Regions from separate parts of the Mus musculus genome. Here region 2 is linked to region 1. A link is a contact called in public HiCAR-type data. All regions are on one chromosome and are shown on one strand. Each heading gives the region's core, a stretch centred on a gene start, on an enhancer-like site or on the middle of the called end of the contact. The rest is flanking DNA. Distances are from core to core; before and after follow the strand shown. Region 1 overlaps St3gal1 (ST3 beta-galactoside alpha-2,3-sialyltransferase 1). Region 2 overlaps Zfat (zinc finger and AT hook domain containing).

Region 1 (6,182 bases), core at 2,229-4,728:
TCAGCAAACCCTATGCCTTCCAGGAGATGCCCTTTCAGTCCCCATTCCTTGGAACAGCCTAGGAGACACAGCTCTAATTAAGGATTATTGGAGGAGGGCGGCCAAGCATCCTCGCATCCTGCGCCAAGACCTTTTACAGATTGTCCAGGGGTTCGCTCAGGCTGAGAGTAACTAACTAAACTTGATCCCCGTTTGAGCTGGGGAGAACACTGCTCTTCCCAGGTTTCACTCAAGTGTCATCAAGCCACATTCTTGACTTTGCTTGGGTTGCAGAAGAGGTAGACCACGCTGCTTACCAATACAGGCAAGACTGACTGCATGGCACAGACTACCCTCGTGTGCCACACAGCAATGTCGAGAACACAAACCTAGGCGTGTCTCCAACAGGCTGAAGTTTGCCCTAGCTGCTTCTGAGATCTCCCTGCGGACTCCCTTTCCTGCTGCCTGCTCCTGTGTCTCTGAGATTTCTGTTCAGCTCTAGGAGGGGGGTCTCCTCTCTTCCACCCTCCCATCAACACAGAGGACCCAGCAAAGGGTGGAGGTGGTGAACATGAGGAGGAAGACCCTCAAGTACCTCACCTTCTTCCTGCTCTTCATCTTCCTCACTTCCTTTGTCCTGAATTACTCCAACACGGGAGTACCCAGTGCCTGGTTCCCCAAGCAGATGCTCCTGGAACTCTCAGAGAACTTCCGCAGGTTCATCAAGTCACAGCCGTGCACCTGCAGACACTGCATCAGCCAGGACAAGGTATCATATTGGTTCGACCAGCGCTTCAACAAGACTATGCAGCCCCTGCTGACAGTCCACAACGCTCTGATGGAGGAGGACACATACCGGTGGTGGCTGGTGAGCAGAATAGGGTCTGGGAGTGGGATTGGGGGAGTCCTGGGGACCCACCAAGCATTTGACAGCATTCAGAGTATCATCCCTGCCCCTCCACCCCTCGCCATCCCTTCACTCAGCAACTGTTTGTCGAAAGTCTATTATGGATACATCAGAGAAAAGCCCTAGTGGGGGTTGGGGATTTAGTTCAGTGGTAGAGTGCTTGCCTAGCAAGCCCAAGGCCCTGGGTTTGGTCCTCAGCTCCGGAAAAAAAAAAAAAGCCCTAGTGGTTTTCCCTCCTGTGGCTCCCATCACAAATCACCATGGACCTGGTGGCTTAAGACATCAGTGGTAGTCACAGGTCCCCATCCTGGAGGCCAAGAGTCCCCACACCCTTGCTTCTCTCCTACTATTACTGCTGTGGATGAAAATTTGTGGCACCCCCTTGACCCATGACTGTAGCAACCAGTCTCTGCTCCCACATCCCAAAGTGACCCTGTGTCTCTGGTATCCTCTCATGGGAAGAGTGTGTGGCCTTGGCTCTAGGTTGCACCCCCAAATCCAGGCTAGTCTCACCTGCCACCAATTGCAGAACTAGATCTGAGCAGGTGGTATGAATGTGGGAATCAGGAAATACAGTGGTCTTCCGTGTCTAGGGATTGGCCTCAGTCCCTTCCTATATGCCCAGAGGTGAGCTAACATCCTGGTCTCACACACAAAAGGTGCCCAGAGAATACCTGTAGAATGGATAAATGAGTTTTCTTCCCATCTCTTGTCCTGGGATGGGGGTGGCAGTCACCTGTGTCTTCACATTTAATAGCTGGGTTTGGTGACCAGGGAGCCAGCGTGCTCAGCTAGAGGCAGTGGAGCCACACTGGCCATTCCCTCTGTTCTCTCCCCCAGAGGCTCCAGCGGGAGAGGAAACCCAACAACCTGAGCGACACCGTCAAGGAACTGTTTCGCCTGGTGCCTGGCAATGTGGATCCTATGTTGAACAAGAGGCTGGTGGGCTGCCGACGCTGTGCAGTTGTAGGAAACTCCGGTAACCTGAAGGACTCCTCGTATGGGCCTGAGATCGACAGCCATGACTTTGTGCTGAGGTGAACACTGGACCCGAGCCCACAGTTCCTCAGAAGTGTGTGAAACACCTTGGCTGAGCTCAAAAGGCCAAGGTTCAAGGCTGGCCGCCCTCTGGGTCTTAGTCTCTTCATCTTTTCTTACCAAGGTGGACTATAATAGAGGGTGTTGCTAGAGATTTTCAATGGGCTGGGGGACTTGGTACCTAAGATCTATTGCATGGCAAAATTTGAAGTCTGGTTCTGTGACTCAGATCTGCCCTCAGCTTTCAATCTAGACCCTGAACCAGAAGCGTTTAATGCCCACTTTGCTTCTTCTGTCCTCAAGTGGAATTGTCATCTCAGGAAAAAGGACCATACCTCCCTTGAGTTTATTGTAATCCATACTCAGAATGTTCTGGGACAGAGAACATAATTAGAGGTGGGACTCAGTATACCCCCCCCACCCAGGTATCTTCTAGAATCTAGAACAATGTTATTTCTGTGTCTTTGACTTCATGTCCATAGGCCCCTTTCCTGGCTCTCAGTGTACCTAGTATCCTGAGGGGATGGCCATGATGAGAGGCAGAGTCAGGCTCAGGGTCAGGCAGACCTGAGTTCAAAGCTATCGTTTGGTAGACAGCTTATCTGGATACCGAAAAAGGCACACCTACTAGGTTACCCACGACATGGGTGGTCAATGATCGGAGAGCAAGACCCACCCAACTTGCTTTTATAAATAAATAACTAAATGCCTTGGCCTCTGTTTTGCTGGATTAGGGATGGAATTTGGCTATGCATGCTAGGCAAGCTTTCTTCCTCTGACCTGGTTACTTCCCACACCACAGGCTGCCCTTGAACTCACCATCCTCCAGGCCGAGCCTTCCAAGTAGCTGGGATTTCAAACCAGCTCGTCCAGGTCTGTCTGGCCTATGTCTACAAGGTTCCCATTGTACACACGGAGAAACTGAAGCCTAGGGAAGAAGGGAGTCACCTGCAGTTACCACACAGGTGACTCCAACTCCAGCATCCTTACTGAGTACCCTATTTTTCTCCTCTCCCAGGATGAACAAGGCACCCACAGTGGGTTTTGAGGCAGACGTTGGGAGCCGGACCACCCACCATCTCGTGTATCCTGAGAGCTTCCGGGAGCTGGGAGAGAATGTCAACATGGTCCTGGTCCCCTTCAAGACCACCGACCTGCAGTGGGTGATCAGCGCCACCACCACAGGCACCATCACTCAGTGAGTTCCTCTAGGGTCTGCCCTATGTCCAGCTGTCTCATACAACGTATCACTCCTGCTGGGCTGTTCCGTAAGGTTCCTCTTCCCCGTGCCTCCTGGTACATATGTGACAGGTCCTAACTGACTGGTCCCCTCACCTCCTAGCATCATCCATACTCCAAACTTTGTGCTATAGTTTGCTTCCTTCAAACTCTCTGGAATCTCTTAGATGAACCCCAGGAAAGGACTCAGCATGTGGCAGCTCCCTGCTGCTCCTCAGTGCTGGGGGCCCCCTTTGCAGCATAGAACAGGCAGGAGCTGCTGAGTGCATACTTTGTGGCTAAGTCAACGATTGGCTCTCCAACAGTAAGTGCTGCCATCTGCTCCTCAGGCATGGCGCCTATCATTTGAAACTTAGCATCTCTCATTTGATCCTCCCAGCAGTGCTTCTCATTAGCTCTGGCCTCCAGGGAGCAACCATAGCAGGGGCCAAACCACTTGCCCAACAGTGAACTTGACCCAGAGCCCATGCAACCATCTGGGTCTAATTCCTCGGTCCCTGACTTTTCTCAAAGGGGAGTGGCTTCCATTTCCAGATGTCCACGTAACTCCTAGTCCTAGCCCTGGTCTCCCAGGAGGCAGAGCCAGAGTCAAGAACTACGGGTTCCAAGAACTCCGTGCCTCCAGGGTAAAGAGTGCAAGGGAAGGGCTCAGCAAGAGATTGGGCCAGGCAGCTGGCTCAAGATTCTCCCCTGATACTCTACAGCATGGAGAGCCTAAATTGCACAAGTTAGATTCCATGTGGTAGTGCATTTTAAACCTTGATGCTACAGCCCATGTCTGCTTGCATGAGCTAGAGACAGCCATAGGTCACCCGTGTCAGTTCCCCAGCATCAGCCTGAGCCCCACTACTGAGCACAGATGTTCTGGCTCTGGAGAATGGAGTCAAATATTCCTAGGCCTCTGAAAGGCTGTGCTCATAGCAAGTCTCCATTCTGGCCCATCAAGCCATAGAACTTTCTCTCTTTTTTTTTCTTGGATATTTTCTTTATTTACATTTCAAATGTTTCCCCTTTCCAGGTCTCCACTTCAGAAACCCCCCTACCCCCCACCCACCCCCTCACCTCTATGAGGGTGTTCCCCCACCCACCCACTCCCATCCTCCTGCCCTGGCATTCTCCTACACTGGGGCATCGAATACTCTCAGGTCTGAGGGTCTCTCCTCCCACTGATGTCCAACAAGGCCATCTTCTACCACCTATGTAGCCAGTGCCATGGGTCGCTCCATGTGTATTCTTTGGTTTGTGGTCCAGTCCCTGAAAGTTCCAGGGGGTCTGGCCTGTTGACACTGTTGTTCCCTCCATGGGGCTGCAAACCCCCTCAGTCCCTTCTCCAATCAGGGACTCCCAAGCTCAGTCCAATGGTTGGCGTAGAACATTCTCAAACCATCTAGAGTCACACCCCGATGGTTCTGCTGGAGAAGGAGCTATGCTGGGGCAGGAAAATGGCTTCTCGGGGCCTAAGCCTCCCTACCCATACCACACTGGCTGTGTCACTCTCCACACTAAATACCTTAAATACCTCCTCTTTCCCATCTGCAGCACCTATGTCCCCGTGCCCCCGAAGATCAAAGTGAAACAAGAGAAGGTAAGAGGCAGCTTGGGACCTTCCTACTCTGCCCTGATTTTTCCAAGATTTGGTGCTATGATGGTGCACTGGGCCACACAGAGTGCCCAGGCCCTGGGCATCTTTGCTGCTAAGGACAGGTCTCCAAAGTGCATCTCCAGAATAGCAGAACTACCTGGGAACTTGCCACAAACATGACCCTCTAGGAGTACCCAGACCTACTACAGCCAACCCAGGGTAGCACCCTGGAGGGTGAAGGCAATATAAGCTTTGATGTTGGGTATTTTGGCTTTTTGTTTTGTTTTGTTTTGTTTTGTTTTGTTTTGTTTTTGAGTTGTTCCTGGAAGCTTCTCAAAGCCACACTCCCCTCTCTCTCTATTCTCACCCTATCCTTTCCAGTGAGTCTTTGTTCTGCACTGGCCCAGTCCTGGGCAAAAGCAAAAACAGTGCAAAAACCCCACCATATACTGTCACACTTGAGGAGGCTCAGAGAGGGCCAGTAACTTGCCCAGGGACATAGCCTACCTCGATCATGCTAGGACTAGATGAAGTCCCTGTGTGCCTGCGACATGCTGACCTTGGCCTTGGGCACCACTGTCCCAGAAAGAAGCCACAGGCATCTTCTAGAGTGGGTCTTTCTGCTATGACCCCAGTAAACCTGAAGCAAGGCTGAGAAACAAAGAGCCCTCCAGAGACCTGCCTAAATCCTTTGTTGCTCCCAAAGTCCCCTTCACTGTCCCCAAAGCAGCCACAGGGGTCAAAACCAAGGCCATGCCTGTCACAGGGAGACCTCCCTGGATGTGTAACACTAAACCTGCTGCTTAGCCTTTCTGAGCCCTAGTGACTTCATTAGGCGAAGAGGAAAGCCTTGCATAGAGTTTGCCTTAGGTCAGAGTTTTCAGTCAGTGCCAAGCAGAACAGGTGGCCCATGGGTACATTTTTTAATGCAGCATGACACTGTGATGATTCCTCACACTACTTCTTGGAACACTTCTGGGGTCTTGGGTCACACTCCCTGTCCCCATAGGATTTTTATTTCAGTACCACTGTCCATTCAAGGCTTCCTCCAGTGCTATGAAGCTCTTCTGGGCTGGTTCTTGCCTGTGGCCCACATCACTCATAATATCACTATAGATATCAGCAAAATATCTAAAGTGTCCCCAGCACTAAATCCATAAATGCAAAGGTGTTTGTTAGAGCCCTTCATGACCATATTTTTATGGCCACAACAGTGTGGCACCCACTAGATGCTTTGTGTCTTTTGCTGGCTGTACTCACCCAGTCTATTCGCCCTGTAGATCCTGATCTACCACCCAGCCTTCATCAAGTATGTCTTTGACAACTGGCTTCAGGGCCATGGGCGGTATCCATCGACTGGCATCCTCTCCATCATCTTCTCCATTCATATCTGTGATGAGGTATGTCACCCCACCTCCCTGCAGAAACAAGGGCTAT
Region 2 (6,182 bases), core at 2,362-4,861, 1.1 Mb before region 1:
AAAACAGAAAAATGCTACTTATCCATTAGTACATGCCTGAAGCTTGCTAAGCTGAGCATGTGTGAGGCTTTCTCTGTCTTTATAGTCACTGTAGTGTTTCCTATGGTTTTGTCTCTTTTATGCATTTTAAGTTTTCTATGACTTATTTTTTAGATGGCTAATTCTATTTTAACTTACTTTTTTTTTTTTTTTTTTGAGATAACACTGACATCAAATTTTACCATGTCAACAGCCTTGGAGCATACATTTCCATGACTTTAACCACGGTCAAAATATGTATGTTTTTACAATTACCCAGTTCTAAAACATTCTCATCACTGTAAAGCCAAATCAAACTAACACTTGCACCCCTAAGCAGCCAGTTTTCCCTTTCCTTTGATGTCCTGGCACTCACTGACTGATGGATGTGTCCTGGTGAATGTCTACACTCTGTATGCTTCATATGAACAGGAGTCATAAGGCGTGGCCTTCTGTGTCTGGCTCCATTCACTTAGTGTCCTGGTTTCAGGATTTACCTATGTGCTAGCATGTGACAGGTCATTCCTTTTCATGAATGAATGACATTTCAGTGCACGGACATACTATACTTTTATCCATTGGTTCATCATTAATGACAATTTAGCTTCTTTGAGCTTCTTGGCTATAGTGAATAATGCTTCTATGAACATTGATGCACAGATTTCACATGCATATGTGGTTTCATTTATGTATGTACCTAGGAATGGAATGGCTGCGTTACATAATTCTATGTTTAATGTTTTTGAATGGGTGCGTGTTTGTGTGTGTGTGTGTGTGTGTGTGTGTGTGTGTGTGTGTGTGTGGTATTTGTCTCTGTGTGTCTACCAGGATGTTATGTATTCCTCTGTCACTCTCTGTTATATTGTTCTGGGACAGGTCTCTCATTTATTGTGAGCTCAGCATTTTGATTGACTAGATGGTCAGCAAACTCTCAGGACCCACCTGTCTCCGCCTTCCATACATATGCAGCATAGTGAGAGGTTAGCAACAATAACATTATACAGAACAATTAAGATGATAGTCTACAATAAAATTGTCAGCATGGCTAATCTTGCACTTTCCGGCCATTAGTAAGTAGAATAAAGATTGCTTGAGCATAAGTGCTGTGATCCTTGGGTAGTTACTCTCATGACCAAGGTCACCATGGAAGGACTAGCAGGCAGGTAGCACATGCAGTGTACCTATGGTGAATGAAGAGCGGATACCTCGAGATTTCATCATGCTCTGGACTCACTTAGCTCTGGTATTTGGATTAAAGTTGGTCCTGGATAGTGGTGACCCTGAAAAGAGCAACCTTGTTATTATGCTGAGGAGGGCCAGCAGCACAGGACGGCAGAGAGTCACCACCTCGCTGGTTTCCCTGTCACTTCCCTCTTTGATGCAATTGACTTTTGACTAAATTCTTCTCTAGTACATTTTGTCCTTTTGTGTTTAATAGATTGCTTGTATAGTTTAATTTTAAAAGGTATTCCTTAAAACTTTAATTAAAACCCCCTTCTTACAATGAGAAAATTTCTTCCAGTCTTTTATTAGGACCCCCACGTCCTTCTGTTTCTCTGTGAACGTCTGAAGCTTGTCCAGGCTTAGCTTCTCTCTAAGGCTGGCACCCAGGTTTAACCTTCACAATTCATTTTAACTTGAGAGATACTTGAAATGGTTTAATTAAAATTTTAGCTGAGTAGTAATTGATTTATTGCTTTTCTCTCCCTTTATAACATGAAGGCTCCTAAGCCCTCTGCTTTATTTGATAGCCCTGTAATCTTTCCTGTTCACCAAGGATGTGGTCTGCAAAATGACCTTTCACTCCCTCCCTCTTGCAAATTAAGTCTCTGGCAGTGCTCCAAGCTGTGATCCAGAAGACAAAATAGCCAAATGGATCAAACATCAAGCTCGTTCTCCTTGGTGTGTGTGTATATGTGTGTGTGTGTGTGTGTGTGTGTGTGTGTGTGTGTGTGTGTGAGACTGTGATATGCAGTGCTTGGCTGTGTTGGTCCTATATGCATGGAGAGCTGGGTCATTGTTTACTGAAGAAGTTATGGGTCTTCCAAGAGCAGCATTTCATCTCCTAGCCCTTTGCAGACCCCTCAAGGGGAATGTATTCTTTTCCTTTTCATCTTTCCCTTCCTTTCCACTTCTGTGTTCACCACCCATTGACCCTGGGGCTGCTTTGTGCTTGGCTGCTATGCTAGATGCTGAGGGGTCCCAAGTGCTCTGCCTGTGAGCTGTTCCTCTCTGGTGGATGACAGGTACGTAAGAGGTACTGTGAATACAGTGGCTGCGTGCTTTGGAGGTGCTAAGTCTGGCCTGGAGATTATATGCTCTGGCTTGAGGGTAAAAGGAGGCTTCCTAGGGAAATTGATGTCAAAAATGTTAGACCTGTTATTGAATTAGAAAAGAAAAAAAACTTAAAAAAAAAGGGAAGGAAAGAAGATGACTGGTCCTGAGTTTGGCGCAAGGTAAATGTAAAAAAAAGAAAGAAAGAAAGAAAGGAAGAAAGGAAGAAAGAAAGGAAGGAAGGAAGGAAGGAAGGAAGGAAGGAAGGAAGGAAGGAAGGAAGGAAGGAAGGAAGGAAGGACATGACTGGTCCCAGGTTTCAGCAACAAATAAGTGAAAACAATAAATAAAAAGGGAAGGACATGACTGCTGCTAGGTGTGGTGGAGGAGGTTTATTATAGATAAAAGGGATACAACAGCCAGAGGCAGACTGTCTGGGAGAGTCCAGAGTGGTCATGACCCCGAGCCTTGTGAGGAGAAGGGGGAGGGAGAGAGGGGAACCAGGTACAAAAGCCAGGAGACCCAAAAGTACAAAGAGAGCAGGTAACCAAAATGGTTGGATTGTATAGGGAATAACATTCTAGCCCCTGGCCTGAAAAAGTTTAGGGTAGGTGGTAGGGTATATCAGCCAGGAGAACCCTGCAAAAAAAATAAGCTAGGGTCTGAGGGATGCAGGGGGAATCTGATGGCCAGTGCCTGCTTTGATATGTTAATTAAACACCTTAGCCATTTGTCCCAGCTTTGAAACCTGTTTAATGTTTTCTCTTCTGGATATTTGTTACAGATAAAGCCATTATCAATGATGTATGAGCATATTGCTCTGACATTGTTATGAAGTTCACTGACTAAGTCATTTCTGTTCAAACCCTACCTCTGCTGCTGCCTAGCCCTGTGACTTTGGGTCATGCTAACTAATCTTTGCAAGCCTCAATGTGGTTTTTTTGTTTGTTTTGTTTTTTAACCTATAAATATATTTATTTTGCTTTATATGTGTGTATGTGTCTGTGTTTATGTGTGTGTATGTGTGTATGTGTGCCTGCATGTATATCTGTGCATCACATGTGTGCTGGTACCAACAGACACCAGAAAAGGACATCACATTCCATAGAACTAGAGTCACAAGTTGTTGTGAGCCACCCGATGTGGGTGCCAGGAAACACACTTGCGTTCTCTGTAAGAGTTGCAAATATTCTTAACGACCGACCGAGCCATCTGTCTATCATGTTTCTGTTTTCTTGACTGTGTAGTTGGGATAGTGCTGCCGAGGTCCCATCCCTGGGGAGTAAATGAAGGAGAGCCTGTGCAGGGCTCAGCACGGTGTCTGTGGTGTATGCACAGCAGCATGAGTCACCATGGCTGTCCTTTCCACAGTACGTCTGATGAAGCTGCAGGGCGGAAACAGCTTTGGCCTTTGCCTTCTGATGCCTTAGCTGTGAGGTAGAACAGGACGCAGTCTCTTCCCACAGAGGAGTATGGCATTGTGCAGAAACCTGAAAGGCTCCTTCTCTCCAGGTTCTGATAAATAATTCATTGTCTCCCCTATTGCTTCCTAGGCTTTGGAAATAAATGTCAGGGAGATTGACTGTCAGGGCTCCCGCAATGCTAGTCTTTCCAGATTTTCCAGTATCTGGAGCTATACTGACTAGAGACCAAGCTGCCATCTAAGAGCACTGGGTGGCCATGATAAAGTCAGTGTGACCTTAATTCCACTTTGCTTTCTTGGGGTGTGAGCTATTTTAAAAGACGAAATCAAGGAAGTACATCCATTGAGTCAGAGTGAACAGGGATGCAGGCACATCTAAGAGCTACGTTATTTAATGATAGCCTGGTTGGAAAGGTAGTTCATTGTTTTTTGTTAATTTGAGATAGGATTTCCTTGTGTAGTCTTGGCTCTCCTAGAACTAGCTCTACAGACCAGCTTGGCCTCAGACCCACAGAGATCTACGTGCTAACTGCTGAGGTTAAAGGCAGTGCCACCTCCACCTGTAGTACTTTCTTAACTAGGATACTGCCACTCAGAATGCTATGGCTATAGGGAAATAGCATACAGTTGCCATCCTGTCAGCCATTTTTGAGTACACTGCCTACTGTTACAGTGGCCACATCTATAACAGGGGCTCTGTATAGTGGAAACTGATCTGTGTGCTGAGGAACTTGAGGTGGAAGGCTTGTATCCAGGACTGCTCAACTCAAAGGAATTTTCTCTGTACTATACACTGGGTCCATCCAGATGTTTACAGCTGACTATCATTAGTCAGCCCTGAGGGGCTTCAGCAGTAAGGTCTTTGGTAGAGAATAAAGACACCCACTTTCCAGCGCTACATGTCCAGCAAATGGTTCTGGAAAAAGTGCCCGAGCATCTCTGGGTCTTTGGTTTGTTTCCTACTGAGTGAATTATGTTTGGTGTACACATCTCACGAAGTTTTTTTGTTTTTGTTTTTTAAACAATAAAATGAGAGACTAGCGGAGAGTCTCATAAACTTGAGTGATGTACAAAGAAAAGGCCTATATTATTATTTTTTTTTATTTTGTTGGGCTGTTTTGTTTTGAAAACTTCCCCTTGATTATTTGTTTCTTTGCCAGGACTTTTGGCCTTGGATTTACAACGGTGATTTTTTTTTTTTTTTTTTTTTTTTTTTTGATAAAGAACGTTGAACTCACGGGCTCAGATACACAATGACTCTGGCCCCTTCTTTTGTTGGAGACTTAAAACACAAGGCACAGCTCCTTCTCCAAAAGCCTCACTGGCTATTGTCACCTGGTGATCCTTTGCTTCTTACCTGCTGACACCTCTCCACTTCTGTTTTAAGAACCAGCAAGACCAGGAATTAAAAGGCAGCTCAAGCTTCAGGGTTTGTAGAAGGAGGAGGAGAGGAAAAGGACATAGGGAACTGTAGTTGAGACCACATTCAATGTACTAGTGGGTGTGACAGTCTAGTGAGTTCATGGCTGGTCCTGCCTCACTAGCTGTTGGCAGCATCCAAGAGAAGGAGTTAAGATTTGGATGGGGCCACCTTCTAGGATGTGCATTAGGGTCTGATCTGCAGGGAAAGAAATGGACTTGGTGCAGGGGCCGGATGGGAAGACAGGGATATATATGCATGTTCATCAAACTCTGAGCAACTGCACTGGACACTGTAAGGGGAAGCAGAGGACAGAGTGGGTGCCCCCCCCCCCCCCAACCCTGTGTGTGCATGCATGGATGCAGGCATGTGTGTTTGTGTGTATGTGCATGCACACCTGTGTGTGTGTGTGTGTGTGTGTGTTTTGTGCGAAAGGGGAGAAAGCCCAGCATTGAGCTACCTTTTCTAGAGAGACATGACCAATATCTGTGTACCCAGAATAGAATAATGACATACCAGAGACATCCTTTCATCCAGGTCTATCTTGGTGAACCAGTGAGTTTCCTGGGCTCACTTGTAGGAGCACAGAGGAGGGGTTACTTACAGGGGCAAGCATGACCTAAAAACAGCTGCTTTACCAACTTGTCACACTTTGCATGGGTGACAGCCTTCCTATAATTGCATAGATTGAGCCTACCCTTCCTTTAGTCTGTTGCCTTCCATGTACCCTAGCACCTCCTGAGATCTGTGTAGGGTGGAGTGGGCCAGAATCTTAAGAGAGGGTTAATAGCCCTGTCCAGCCTCCCTTCTTTTAGGGATGGTGACAGCCTCAATCTTAGGAGGGTCTGGACAGTGTAACTATTCAAAGCTGCTCCACGTCTGAGAAGACAAAGGGATACATCATGCCTGGTGAACAGTGTTCCCCAGTACCTTGTCTGAGGATGGTGGGGCAGATTTGTTCAGAACAATGGACTGTTCCAGAGCTAGGAGATGATATGGAGACAAAGGACAGGGGCAGGAAGAACCTGGAGCAGAAGGCTAGAACAG

Evidence for each region. HiCAR-type assays count read pairs that join an accessible place to other places.
Region 2: a HiCAR-type map of fibro-adipogenic progenitors shows a contact between it and region 1, with 8 times the contacts expected there. The contact joins two enhancer-like sites. A contact is called at or near these places in 15 of 39 promoter capture datasets (the 3T3-L1 cell line, 3T3-L1-derived adipocytes, the C10 cell line and 10 more), 1 of 15 datasets of contacts at CTCF or cohesin (pro-B cells), 8 of 484 Hi-C or Micro-C datasets (the C2C12 cell line, the CH12 cell line, the HPC-7 cell line and 5 more) and 5 of 115 datasets of contacts at active chromatin or transcription factors (DN3 thymocytes, T-cell acute lymphoblastic leukemia, extraembryonic endoderm stem cells and 2 more).

The regions. Positions count from the first base shown.
Region 1 is chr15:67,108,172-67,114,353 of GRCm38.p6, reverse strand. St3gal1 (ST3 beta-galactoside alpha-2,3-sialyltransferase 1) reads left to right here. Exons shown (of 9, transcript NM_009177.4): 4 at 1-847; 5 at 1,727-1,923; 6 at 2,943-3,122; 7 at 4,703-4,748; 8 at 6,026-6,145. The coding sequence starts at 551. Among named protein-coding and RNA genes, the nearest start is that of Gm31400, 59 kb to the left of the region's middle. Within about 2 kb of position 3,478, at least 23 of the 459 cell types and tissues checked have an H3K27ac peak or open chromatin away from gene starts, as enhancers often do. A contact at or near this core is called in fibro-adipogenic progenitors, where this site is marked.
Region 2 is chr15:68,215,695-68,221,876 of GRCm38.p6, reverse strand. The region is part of intron 2 of Zfat (zinc finger and AT hook domain containing); the gene reads left to right. Among named protein-coding and RNA genes, the nearest start is that of Zfat, 40 kb to the left of the region's middle. Within about 2 kb of position 3,611, at least 53 of the 459 cell types and tissues checked have an H3K27ac peak or open chromatin away from gene starts, as enhancers often do. A contact at or near this core is called in fibro-adipogenic progenitors, where this site is marked.